Regions from separate parts of the Mus musculus genome. Here all the other regions are linked to region 2. A link is a contact called in public promoter capture Hi-C data. All regions are on one chromosome and are shown on one strand. The core of a region is the stretch at or near the end of the contact, and the rest is flanking DNA. Distances in the headings are between cores, read along the strand shown. Region 1 holds the start of Xrn1 (5'-3' exoribonuclease 1). Region 2 holds the start of 4930579K19Rik (RIKEN cDNA 4930579K19 gene). Region 3 holds the start of Atr (ataxia telangiectasia and Rad3 related).

What was found. Promoter capture Hi-C pulls out the DNA fragments that hold promoters and counts their contacts. Capture Hi-C pulls out chosen DNA fragments and counts their contacts.
Region 1: a contact with region 2 is called in a promoter capture Hi-C map of adipose tissue, with 2.5 times the contacts expected there. The contact joins the promoter of Xrn1 here to the promoter of 4930579K19Rik in region 2. A contact is called at or near these places in 1 of 39 promoter capture datasets (liver), 1 of 115 datasets of contacts at active chromatin or transcription factors (astrocytes) and 1 of 9 other capture datasets (adipose tissue).
Region 3: a contact with region 2 is called in a promoter capture Hi-C map of pre-B cells, with 6 times the contacts expected there. The contact joins the promoter of Atr here to the promoter of 4930579K19Rik in region 2. A contact is called at or near these places in 2 of 39 promoter capture datasets (erythroid cells and pre-B cells) and 1 of 484 Hi-C or Micro-C datasets (CD4 T cells).

What each region holds. Positions count from the first base shown.
Region 1 is chr9:95,952,869-95,957,041 of GRCm38.p6, forward strand. Xrn1 (5'-3' exoribonuclease 1) reads left to right here and starts at 1,892. Exons shown (of 42, transcript NM_001311130.1): 1 at 1,892-2,075. The coding sequence starts at 2,001. It overlaps Gm16794 (a long non-coding RNA gene), which reads right to left. Exons shown (of 3, transcript XR_871036.3): 1 at 1,760-4,173. It also overlaps a transcript of Atr not described here.
Region 2 is chr9:98,561,335-98,565,101 of GRCm38.p6, forward strand. It overlaps 4930579K19Rik (RIKEN cDNA 4930579K19 gene), which reads right to left and starts at 2,277. Exons shown (of 1, transcript NR_029444.1): 1 at 1,126-2,277. It overlaps Copb2 (coatomer protein complex, subunit beta 2 (beta prime)), which reads left to right and starts at 2,397. Exons shown (of 22, transcript NM_015827.2): 1 at 2,397-2,489. The coding sequence starts at 2,487.
Region 3 is chr9:95,854,783-95,858,883 of GRCm38.p6, forward strand. Atr (ataxia telangiectasia and Rad3 related) reads left to right here and starts at 2,815. Exons shown (of 47, transcript NM_019864.1): 1 at 2,815-3,001. The coding sequence starts at 2,943. 1700065D16Rik (RIKEN cDNA 1700065D16 gene) reads right to left here and starts at 3,100. Exons shown (of 2, transcript NM_001271569.1): 1 at 2,725-3,100; 2 at 636-778. The coding sequence starts at 2,974. The coding sequence ends at 666.

The sequences.
Region 1 (4,173 bases), core at 642-3,141, 2.6 Mb before region 2:
GGAACCATATATGAAAGAAAATGTTATCTTTCTGAGACTAAGTTAATTTACTTAATATGATCACTTGCAGCTATTTTCCTACAAAAGATATATAACTTCTTCATTGATGAAAAATGTATACATATATATTACATTTTATATATCCATTCCATATATATATATATATATATATATATATACACACACACACATAATTATATATATATGGAAGGTTCTCTTGACTAAAGATGAATGTTGTCCAAGCGCTAATCATGGAAGACAAGCAGTGCCAAAGGAAAGAATCCAATAACTTCTGAAGTATTTATTGTAAGGAAAGTCACATGATAATAAAAAACAAAACAGAAATGTTTATAGTGGCTTTTGTCCTGTTTGGTTGAGACAGTTCTCATGTAGGGCAAATGCGTCTGGAACTTAAGTAAGTGAGGATGCCCTTGAACTCCTGATCTTCCAGCCTCCATCCTTCAAGTGCTGAGATTCAAACTTTCATGCCACACAGGTTTGAGTTTTGGGGTTGAAATGGGCTTTCTTATCAACTAGGATCTCCCTGAACTTACAATGTACCTGAGGATGGCCTTTAACTTCTGATCTTCCTATGCCTCCTAAGTAACCACAACCGGCTTTTTGAATTTTGTTGGTTTCTTTGTTTTGAAACAGGGTATCAAAAATTGTGGATGAGGGGAGTAACCCAGAGTCTTGAAATGGTGGGAAATTACTCTTTCCCACAATACAACTCACAGACTTTAACAAGAAGGAAGGCCCAAGTGTGGATACCTGAAATCCACCTCGAAGAGGAATAATAATCATGGGAGGCAGAGGGAGGAAATTGGGTCGGAGAGGTGAGAGGAAGGGGAAAAGAAGGGGCGGGATCAGGTATGGAAAGGAGGGATGCCCAGAGGGCCAGGAGAATTAATCAACATGCAGCAGTGGAGGTTAGGGCCCATGGGGAACCTCTAGAAAGTCCCAGAGATCTGGGATGTGAGAGGCTACTAGGACTCAATGGGGATGACCTAAGCGGAAATGTGAGGTGGAAGCAGATGGGGGAGCACCCTCTCAGAGTTGGGAGGAGGGCTTAAAGAACTCCGGGAGGGGGAGTCAGGATGGGGGGGGGGGTTGGAATGTAAATAAAGTAATTTAATAAAAGATATAAAGAGGAAAACTATAAAACTCTTTAAAATATTAGAAAATTAAAACTCTTCTGTAGGTTTACATTACTCAGAGAATTACTCCTCTCACAAGCTAACCAGACTTTTTCAAGTCCACATTGAAAAATAGTAAATTTAACGATCCCACGAGGGACAAGCCCACAGTACAAAAAGCAAGTGTCCAATACCTTTCTTACTAGGGTTTCTATTACTGTTATAAGCACCATGACCAAAAGCAACTTAGGAAGGAAAGAGTTTACTTGGCTTACACTTCCACATCACAGCCCATCATCAAAGGAACTTGAGGCAGGAACTGAAGAAGCTCTGAAGGAATGTTGCTTTCTGGCTAGTTCACTCAGCCTTTTTCACATACCGAAAGACCACCGGCCCAGGGGTGGCAGCAGCACACATTCAGATGGGCCCTCCCGCATTGATCAGTAATCAAAATATTCCCACAGGCCAATTTGGAAGCAGCGTTTTTCTCAGTTGAGGTTTCTCTTTCTAACGACTCTGCCATGTTTCAAGTTAACATAAAGCTAACCAACTGTCTCTTAAACGTTCTTATACCATCCGCAAGTCCACACCTCAATCAACTGGCATTTTAAACCTGAGCTCACCTAATGCGCAAATCACACCTCTTGCGCTGTCACCAACGAGTATGGAAGAGCGAGGCAGCGGGATAGACAGGACCCACCGCCCACCAGCGCCGTCCTGCCCCTCTAGGCCCACGGTTTGCTCTATGGTCTGGCGGACCTTGTGTTGTCATCCTCCGAGCGACGGCCGGAGGCGGCGGCGGAGGCCCGGGCGGGGTGTTTGGTTTCGTTTCTGCACCGACTGGAATTAGTGTCGACGGTCAAAATGGGAGTCCCCAAGTTTTACCGATGGATCTCGGAGCGGTACCCCTGCCTCAGCGAAGTGGTGAAGGAGCATCAGGTGGGTGAGCTCAGGCCGCGGCGCAGAAAGCGGGCCCGCGGGCCTCTCTGCGCTGTGGGACCCCGGCCTTCCAGCTGCCCGCGGTGCAGGTCAGCGGCCGAACGGGGGGAAGAGAAGGGGAACGGAGGCTTGGCGGCCCCCGGGTAGCCGCACCAGGTAGAGGCAGGTCAGAACAGAGTGGCTTGCGGCAGGTCTGAGCTCCCCCTGGGAAGGCACTCCAGGACTTGCAAAGGAGCCCTTGGTGGGAAGGCTTTTAAGGAGCCCTCTCTGTCCTCCTGGGAACCGGACCTGGAGCTTCGCTTTAGGCTGCGAAGCTGTGTGGGACGACTTCTCGGGTCCCTCATCCCAAGCAAAGCAACAGACGGTATACAAGCACTAACGTCCCCGTGGTGGAATCGCGGAGCACTCCAGCTGTGAAGAGCTGCATTTAACCTCAATGCCTGGACCGGTTGCTGTAGCTAGCTAGTGTCTTGGGTTTGTGATACTTTTTCATGCTCCCGTTAGCCCCCAGACAGGACCGACCCCCCTATTGTCTAAACGAACAAAACGTTTAGATGGAGCGCAGGGATGGGGCGGGGAGGTGGGGGGAATGGTGCTTAAAGGCTTTAGTATGGCAGAAAGATCTCGAAACATTATTACTAACACTTAGTGTATAATGACCCTACAGCAGCGGGTTTTTTTTTTTTTTGAGTTCTAAAAGTGTGTATTTGTATATTTATATATACTATATACTAGAATATATCTGCATGTTTGAATGACGGAGGAGAGAAACCAAATGTTCTAATAGGTAAACTAGACTTTGAATGATAATGTAGTATGTCACATTTAATGACTTTGGTTTACAGAAAAAAAAAACTCGTTTTTGAAATTTGTATACTTAATAAATTATTTGTGATAAGTAGCACTGTATTAATACTGGAAGTTGTCAATTATGTGGGGTTTTTTTTTTGTTTGTTTGTTTTAAGGTACTTATAAGGTTAAAGATAGAATCCAGCCTCTGGAAAGGATTCTTTTGATATTAACTTCTAATGAAAGTTGGCATATAAAAGAAACCTTATAAAAAGTTCGAAAATGCTGACTTGTCTTCCCCTTATTTTAGTTAAGATTAGATGGTATGAATTTGGTTGACTTAAATTTAGATGGTATTTATTTTCAGGGAGAAAAGTGAAAATGGAGGCATTGTTTTTCTTTTTCAGGATCTTTAATCAATAAATATTTTCTAGCCTAATGTGTTCAATAACATTTTTATTCTATGCTCTTTGATCACAGACATTTATTTGGTAAAAATATCTTGGGTTCACCATCCTGGGGAATTTCATTGTAAAAACAAAACAGTCTTTTAAAGCAACATCATGACATGGGAAGCAAGATAGATTTTGTGAAAGTTTTACAGTAGATTGAAAGTAAGGATTGCTTTAAAATTACACTGAAAATAAACTTTAAAACTTGTTGGTGTGTCAGCGGGGCATGGTGTCCTACACCTTCAATCCCAGCACTGAGCAGGCAGAGGTAGGTAGATAAACTGACAGCCATGGAACACAGACCTGACAAAACAAGAAACTCGATGTATCAAAGTTAGGCCTTTCACAAATATTTTATTTAACAGAAGACCAAAAAAGGAAGACTAGGAGGGAAGGACCCAAGCACCCACATAAAAGCCGGGAGCAGCATAGAGCACCTGTAACCAGCACTAGAGAGCAGGGACAGGTGAAGCCTGAGGGCTCTCAGGCCAACTCGTCCAACTGATCAGTGAGCTTCAGGTTCACTGAGAGACCCTGCCTCAAAAAACAGACAAAAAAAACTAAATGAAGAACATTTAGTTTCCTGTGTGGTTGCCAGGGTGAACAGAAGCACACCCAGAGGGAGAGGATGGGGAGCGATGTGTTTTAGAACGAGAGTGAGGATGGTATCAGCACAGTTATTCATCCTTTGAACCACTGAATGAAAATAGATAGAATTCATGTGATTCAGTAGCCCCATGTTACTGAGTCCAAACACTACTAGATGAGGGCAAACTACCAAGAGACTCTAGACAGTTTGAGAGGAAAAGAAGAACTAGCTGATGAACTTGTGAACAGAACTCCAGAATACCCTGTAG
Region 2 (3,767 bases), core at 1,027-3,526:
CAACAAAAACAAACAAAACATCGTTTCCTTGAAGAATTTTCATTGTCGCAGCCTCTTAGAAGGAAGTGGAAATATGATGTGGACTAGTTAACTTTTTGTTAACTTGTCACAAGTTCAAGTCATCTGGGAATCTCAGTGGAGACAATCCCTCTATCAGACTGGCCTGGAGGCAAGTCTGGGTGTCTTTTCTTAATGATTGACATGTGTGGGCCCAGCCCACTGTTGGCTGTGCCACCCTGGGAACCCAGCAAACCATGGAGAACAAGCCAGAAAGCAGCACTTCTCTGTGGACTCTGCTCCTACTCTTCCCTCCCAGGTTCAAGCCTGGTCCTGTCTGCAGCTCCTGCCTTAGCTTTCCTCAGTTACCGACTGCATCTTCTAGGGTAAAAGAAAGCCTTTCCTCCCAGGCTGGTTTTGCTCAGTGTTTTATCACAGCCACTGAAGTCAAACTAGAACAGATGGGGGTGGGGCTGGGGTGTACACACGGTACTGCTAAATCGATGCTGGAAGGGATGCCCACTTGGGATGAAGCAGCCGTCCTAGAGATTGACCAGCTAAGACTTTAAGCTTGTTATCAATAGCAATCAACCCCTTGGGAAACCCTCTACCAATTTGCTAAGCTTGACCATAGTTCTTTTCTTCCCCAGAGCTATTTTCCCAACCTTCCACATGCCTCTAAGCCAGAGTAAACAAGAGATTTTGTTTTAAGCCCACAATTGAACACTTAAGAGTTATGTGTGTGTGTGTTTATGTATTTGATTATTTTCTTGAAATTTCTTACAATTAAAACCCAAGTCCAGAGTTTTAGAGGTATTCTCTTAAGATAGTACCTAGCATAACTTTTCATATAGCCGAAATTCAGTACATAAGTTTTAAAAGATTAAAAGAGAGAGAGAGAGTCTTGCAGAAACTGGTATTGAACTCGCAGATCTTCAAGGTTTGTGGTTACATGGGTACGCTATGGCCTGGCTAAGAGCTGATCATAGTCACTATTGCAGAACTTGATGTTGCTGACCTGCAGCAGCAAAAGATGGAGACACAAAATGAGCACGGCAGGTGGGGGCTTAACTCTCCAGCAGGTAAACTACAGGTGTTATATAGATTTAAGTATTATCAACAGGTTCTGTGGAATGGAGATGTTATTTTATTTTATATTTATTGATACTGTGTCAAATTAAAAATGCAAAGAGAATTAAGGAATCAAAAATAATAGAAGCCCAGCTATTCTCCACACTAGATATAGTTCACATTTTAAAAAGTTTCAACTAATTCTTGCAATTGGTTGCGCTACAGTATGCGATTATGTGATTATTCATGTCAATTATGTAAAAATCTCATTACTGAGAGAAAATTTGTTTTTACTGACAGAATAGTAAAAATGGATCTTTGAAAACTATCTGACTTTTTGTATATGAAAAACTGAGGCCTATAAATCTCCCAAGAGCCAGGCACTACCTAATGAAAACTCACCCTTACTTCTCTCAGGCTATACAATTCCTTTCTGGAAACCTAGGCTTTTCTCCAACTAGAGGTTTATAAGGAGCTAAGGGCAACTTCCATTTGTTTCATAGCATTATCTTTTTAAAAGGTGTGTGAAATCGATACACAATGTATTTGCACTTTTCCTGGCAATCATTTTTTTGAAATTCAACTAATTTATTAAAGAGCTATTTTGGCATAGCAGATAGAGCACTGGGCTTCCAGGGCGTATTCTCCCCTGAGCCCAGATCTTAACAACACTACTTACTATGCCATCTTGGCCAGTAAACCTGAGTTCTTTGAGTCTTACATTTCCAATCAATAAAACGGAGACGACTCCTACGTGATGTGGCAGTACCACCAACTGAAGGTACATAGCCAAACAAACGACCCGGTGGATGCTCTTTGAAGGGTAATCACCCGACTGCCTCCGGGAGCCTCCAGAACCAAGATCTCAGGGCTCCTCGGAGCCTCAAAGGCGGGAGCCGCGCCCACATCTTTTCCGCCTCGGTCGGTTTCACCCAAGACCCAGACACCGCTCTGGGCCCCGTTCCGGAGCCCGCTGGAGTACACAGTTTTAGAGCTTTCTTTTCTCTGCCAGAGGCTCACGCTGTTCGGATAGCGCTTCCGGGCCCCTCCACTGCTGCCGACGTTCAGCAGGAATCCAGCACTGCGCTCCATCTTCTTGCCTTTCTGAAACTGACCGAAGGTGAGCAGCCCAGACCGCCGCTAGTCACCGCCCAACTCTGGCCACAGCAATACACTCCATCAGCCAGCTCAGCAGCGGGAGACGCGGAAGTCCGCGTTACCTAGGAAACTGGGGCGGGACCATGCACGGACCGCCTTACGGAGGGTGTGCGCAGGCGCAGAGCCTGGCTCCGAGTACCGCGAGAGTCGCTTCCCGGAAGTTCCACGTCAGTGGGTTGGCCGGTCCACGGGTCGGTGGGTTCCTGAGTGTGTCGCCTTGAGCCTGTGACGGGCAGGGGCTCGCTCGGACAGTCGGAGCCATGGTAAGTCGGGCCTCAGGGGACAGAGAGTGGAGCCCACCGGCTGCGGCGGGTTCCCGGGGCTTCTTGGCTAGGAGCAGTAGCTAGAAGCGGTCTGCGCTGCTACTGCTGCGGCCTGACGGGGTCCTCCTGTCCCGTTGGCGTCCTGGGAGGAAGAAGGCCAGACCGGGAGGCTGCCGTGGTGACACAGTAGTGTAACTGGGTACCCGCGAAGGAGCGGCGCCCCCGACTCTCAGGGCGGTCAGGGCGCCTGTCAGTGCCCTTGCAGTCTGCACCGGGTCCGGTAGTGCAAGTAAATGCTAGAGTCAGGACTCGGATGCCAAAGGCAACTTTGACCAAGTCACTTTATTCTGTCATTGAGGGTGGTGCTTGCTAACCCACCTTCCAGGTTGCGTGAGGTGTTTGGTAGTGTGCAGGCACCACATTGCAAACTTAAGCAGAGGAAAACCAGAACTAAACAAAGTTAAATGTATATGGAGCCAGAGGTGAAATTTCAAATGCTATGGCAGCCCAGCTCGTCGTTTTCTAGTTGATGTTGATTGGGCCTTCTGTGCACACAGAGGATGACCTTTTTGGGGAAGGCCCTGAGATCTGCCTAACTTAGTTTTGAGACATATTTTTAATAGTCAATTAAAAATTGACTTTCCTTCTTCAATGTTTGTGAGTTCCATACCCACACATTGAACCAGCTTTCGGTGGAAGACATTTGAGGAAAACTGTTGTGTGAACATGTGCTGTCATAGTATACAACGACTCTTTACAACTTTGACCCCTGTATCGGTGTTCTAACTAATCTAGAGATGACCAGGAGTGATGGGTAAATTATAAGCACTTAAATAACTGAACGTGAGCGTTTTGATTTGGTGGAGGATACTGGAACCATGTGCAGAGATACTAAAAGATGGCTGTATTTTAAGTCTCGAGTAAAAAGTACAAAACATGACTTTATTTATTTGCTCACTCACCATAGGAGCATTTCACTGTCCTGCATTTTGCTAAACATTTACCAGCTGATTGTCACCGCAGCCTGTGGATAATTATGAGTAATGTTTATGGTGGTTACTATAAGCCGTGCTCTGCTCTAACTGAACTCTGATTTTAATTCTCAGAATGCTAAGAGAGATATTATTATTATCCCTGTTATACAAGTCAAACCTTGGGTGTTAATTAAACTTACTACCATGTGTCTGACATGAGCGCTGCAGCTGAGGCTTCTAGCAAGACTGTGGACCTCATCTATACTACCTGTTCCTCCCGTATTCCCAAATACATATGGTGTGG
Region 3 (4,101 bases), core at 1,565-4,064, 2.7 Mb before region 2:
TAAGAAGAAAAAAGTGATCAGTCTCTATTGGACTTAGCCATCTGAAAGCCATGAGAGGAGGGGAGGTGGACCCGGGAGGAAGGCACTGAGAGCTTTATTAAGACAGTTATTAACTCCACAGGCAGAACAGCTGGGGCCTAAGGAAAGAGGCTTCAGTCCCCAGCATACAAAACCAAGCCAGTGCACATTCTTAAAGGCTTCTAAGGGAGGGTGTGATCCTTGCACTCTGAGGAAGCAGGCTTAGTTAATAGATGACCTGTGTTGCGGGACATGGATGACAGGAGTCAAGGAGACACTGGCTAGGGGAATGGGGTAGTTAATGTGTGACATTAGTCAAGCTGCCTTGGCCCCTGGGCAGCAGTGAGGTAGTGAGATGAGGCTATTGTTTTTTATGAGTGCTGTGAGGACAGAGGCATGCAGGCTTGTGAGACTCCTGACCACAGCTAGCTGCGCCTGTCAGTTCCTTACAGCAGCTTTGAAAGGAGAGAAAGATTTCAGGGGTGTGATCCCAGTCTGTGGGGCTGCTTCCAAGATCATCTGGAAGGTCTGTCTAGGTGTCTGTCTAGCATAAAGGAAGGCATGAGTCTTAGTTGCTGTTCTGTTGCTGGAAAAAGAGACACTATGACCAAGGCAACTTAGAGATTAACAGTTTATTGGGGGTTTGCTTACAGTTTCAGAGGGTTGGAATCCATGACTATTATGGCAGAGACCAAAGCGACAGGCAGGCAGGCATGGCGCTGGTGAATTAGCTGAGTGCTTACATCTTGATCCACAAGCACTGGACAGAGGGAAGAGAGACGAGTGAATGGGGAGACAGGGAGAACGGGGAGGGAAGAGAAGGAAGAGGAAGAGGGAGAGAGAAAGAAGTAATTGGAAATGGCATTGGCTTTTGAAATCTAAAAGTCCACCTGCCCCCATTCCTAGTGACACTCCTCCTCCAGCAATCCTTCCTAAACAGTTCCACCAACTGGGGATGCCAAGTGTTCAAATATATGAGCCTCTGGGGGTCATTCTCCTTCAAACCACCACACCATGAGTCTGAGCTCTAGCTCTAGCTCTATGTAAACTAAATATAGAGGCACCTGCCTGTAATCCCAGTACCCAGAAGGTGGGATGAAGATCAGCAGTTCAAGGTCATCCTCAGCTACATAGTGAGCTCAAGGCCAGCCTGGGCTATGGGGGACCCAATCTCAATAAGCAACAACAACAGCAGCAACAGGAGAAAAAGAGAAACTGTTGGTGATTCTGGGGAGAATTAGGGCAGGGAGGGGGAGGGACACAAGGGCAGAGTATAATAAATACTGGGTTAGGACTGAATGGGAGATGAAAATAGAATCAGCCTTACGAAAAATTCTTCTGCAGAGTTTGGCAGAGAGAGAGAGTCCTCAGAGGGAGGACCGACACTGGCCTTGGCATCTGCCTCTCATTTATTGGTGTATCACTAAGGCTGTCCAGATAAATGGCTGCCAGCTTCCTTTCATTCTGATTTGCACCCCCCTCCAAACTCAAGGGTAGCTTTGACTAGCTCTTGCTATTGTTTCAGACTGTGCCTCACCATGTAACCTAAGGCGGCTTAAGCTGGTTACCATGCTGCCTCCGCCTCTAAAGTGCTAGAATTATAGCCATGTAGTGCTGTGGCCAGCTTATTGTCACTCTGTGGAGAGCTATCAGTACCTCCCTACCACTTACCGACACTGGGTGATGGTGCTGTCCCTCAGTTGTGTTGGATCATATTCACAGATAGCCTAGGACATATGTGGACTGCCCATGGTGGCCCACCAACGGCACTGGGAGGAGAGGGGGTGGTATTGGAATGTAAAGTGAAAAACAAATAATTGTTTCAAAAATTGCTTTTTGGATTAGATTTGCCAGAGCTCTGCTGTTTGGGGTCCTGCACTTCAGAACTGCAGTGCTACTCAGTGATGAATTACATACTGGGTTGTTGTTGTTGTTGGTGGTGGTGGTAGTGGCTTTTGGTTTTGTTTTGTTTTTTGAGACAGGGTTCCCCTGTATCCCAGACTGCCCTTGAGCTCATTATAGAGCTAAGGATGGCTTTGAACTCTTGATCCTTCTGCCTCTATACCCAAAGTAAGGGGATTGTAGGCATGTGCAACTATGCCTTCTTTTTTAAAATCGTTTAACTGTAGTTTGTTTAGTACTCTAGGTCCTCTGTGCCCGAGCCTCACGAGCTAGGTTAGTGCTCTTCCACTGGACTGTGCCCTCAGCTCTGTCATTATTGTCATCTTTCTCAACATGATTTCAAAATAGCTAGCTTTTCTTGCTTTTTAGCAGATACACTATTTTTCATAGTTGCCTGTCCTATGTTAGGTTTCTATTGCTGTGATGGAACACAATGATGGAAAGTGACCTGGGAAGGAAAAGGTTTGCTTCAGCTTAAAGTTCCTCGTCACAGGGCATCACTGAAGGAAACGGGGCAAAGGGATGGGTGTTCAAAGTACAGCTTTGCAGTCAGAGCGCATCTGGCTGCCATTCCACCACTTTTTAATTTTATTTTTGGAGGTTGTATCAATAATTACCCTTGTGTCCTAAACAGCAAATGTAAGGATTACTGCATGGCCTTACCTAGTTAAATATGCCATTCGAACATAGTGAAATATCTAACTTTGTTGGGTCGTCAGGTCCCTCTCCGACCCAGATCCTAGCTTACGGCTTCCCTGAGCATCCAGGTTTGAGCAAAAAATACCCGTGGAGTAGGTCACGCACTCGCCTGGGAGGGAAAGTGGGCGGGCACGTCCGCTGTCGGCTCCGCCCCTGTCGCCTCTGGGATTTCCCCAGGGTTCCAACCGCAACCGAGAGCGGCTTCCGGGAGGAGAATTTTGGACCTCGCGGGGCTCCGTCGACGCTCCGCCCTCTCCACCGGAGGCGGCTGTGGAGAAGCCCGGCGCCGGCGGCGGCTGTTTTGAGAGCCGCTCGGTGTCACCATGGGCGACCACGGGCTGGAGCTGGCGTCCATGATCCCCGCCCTGCGGGAGTTGGCCAGGTAGGGCCGCGCGTCGTCGCCAGCTTCGAGTCGCCGGGTCTCCTCGGCCCGCGCCGCGGCCTGTGGCCGCCGTTCCCTCCCTCACAGTGGCAGTTGGCCGGAGCGCCGTGGCGACCCACGTGCCGGGGTGACCGTGGCAGCCGCGGCTCGGCTCGCGGGGAGCCAGTCCACGCGAGCTGCTTCCCGCTTGGCCTCGAGAAGGGTCTCTTCTGGCCATCTTACCACACTCGTTTGCTTCCCGAAAACTTCCCCCGGGTCCTGGTCCTTTGGTCGTTGTTGACGGAATCCATTGGCTGAGGTTTTGTTTGGGAATCACGGCCCCGCTTCTGAGGGAAGCGCGGCGGTTTCTCCTCCGAGAGAGGCCGAGCGTCGGCCAGCCCGCTACTCTAGTCGGAAGTCCCCGGGACTGGCCACGGGTCCACGGAGTCCAACGTGCACAGCGTCCCCCAAACTAAAACACGCGTTGGTGTTCATCTGCAGTTGCCTCTTTGAGGCTCGCCGCCTTCAATCCCAGAATTTGGGTGGCAGAGGTGCCCCTAGGCCAGCCAGGACTAAATAGTGAGACCTTGCCTCTGGAAAGACAAAGACAAGAGAAAAAAGGGGGTGGGGGGAAGCAAACCCCTTGTTTCTGTCAACCTCGAGAGTCAAAGGAGAACCGGGTTCCAATCAGAAATTAGCGCTTGCCACGCCCCTTCTGCGCTCTAGGTTTTCCTCTGTCAGGACACCGCAGCCATTGAGTTCTCAAGTCGGTTCTCTCAGGCTGGAAAGTTTGCACGTAGAGTTAGTGCTGACCTTAAGTCTGTGAGCTATCAGTTTCCTTTTAGTTTTGCACCGCAGCGATGTTCATTTCCTCCTGTTGGCCATACCAAAAACCGAAAACCTAAATTAGAGGATAAATGAAAAGACCACTTTTGTACTGTCTGAAGGGTTTTTTTGTTTGTATGTTTGTTTTTTTACTTTGCATGAATGTGGCAAATAGACTTTGTGGGAGCAAAAAAAAAAATCATTAAAAATTTGAATTTAGTAATTTCTGTCTAAAAGTATATGAGATAAAGTGATTTTGGAAAACTGATAATACAAATTTTGTCATCACTGAAATT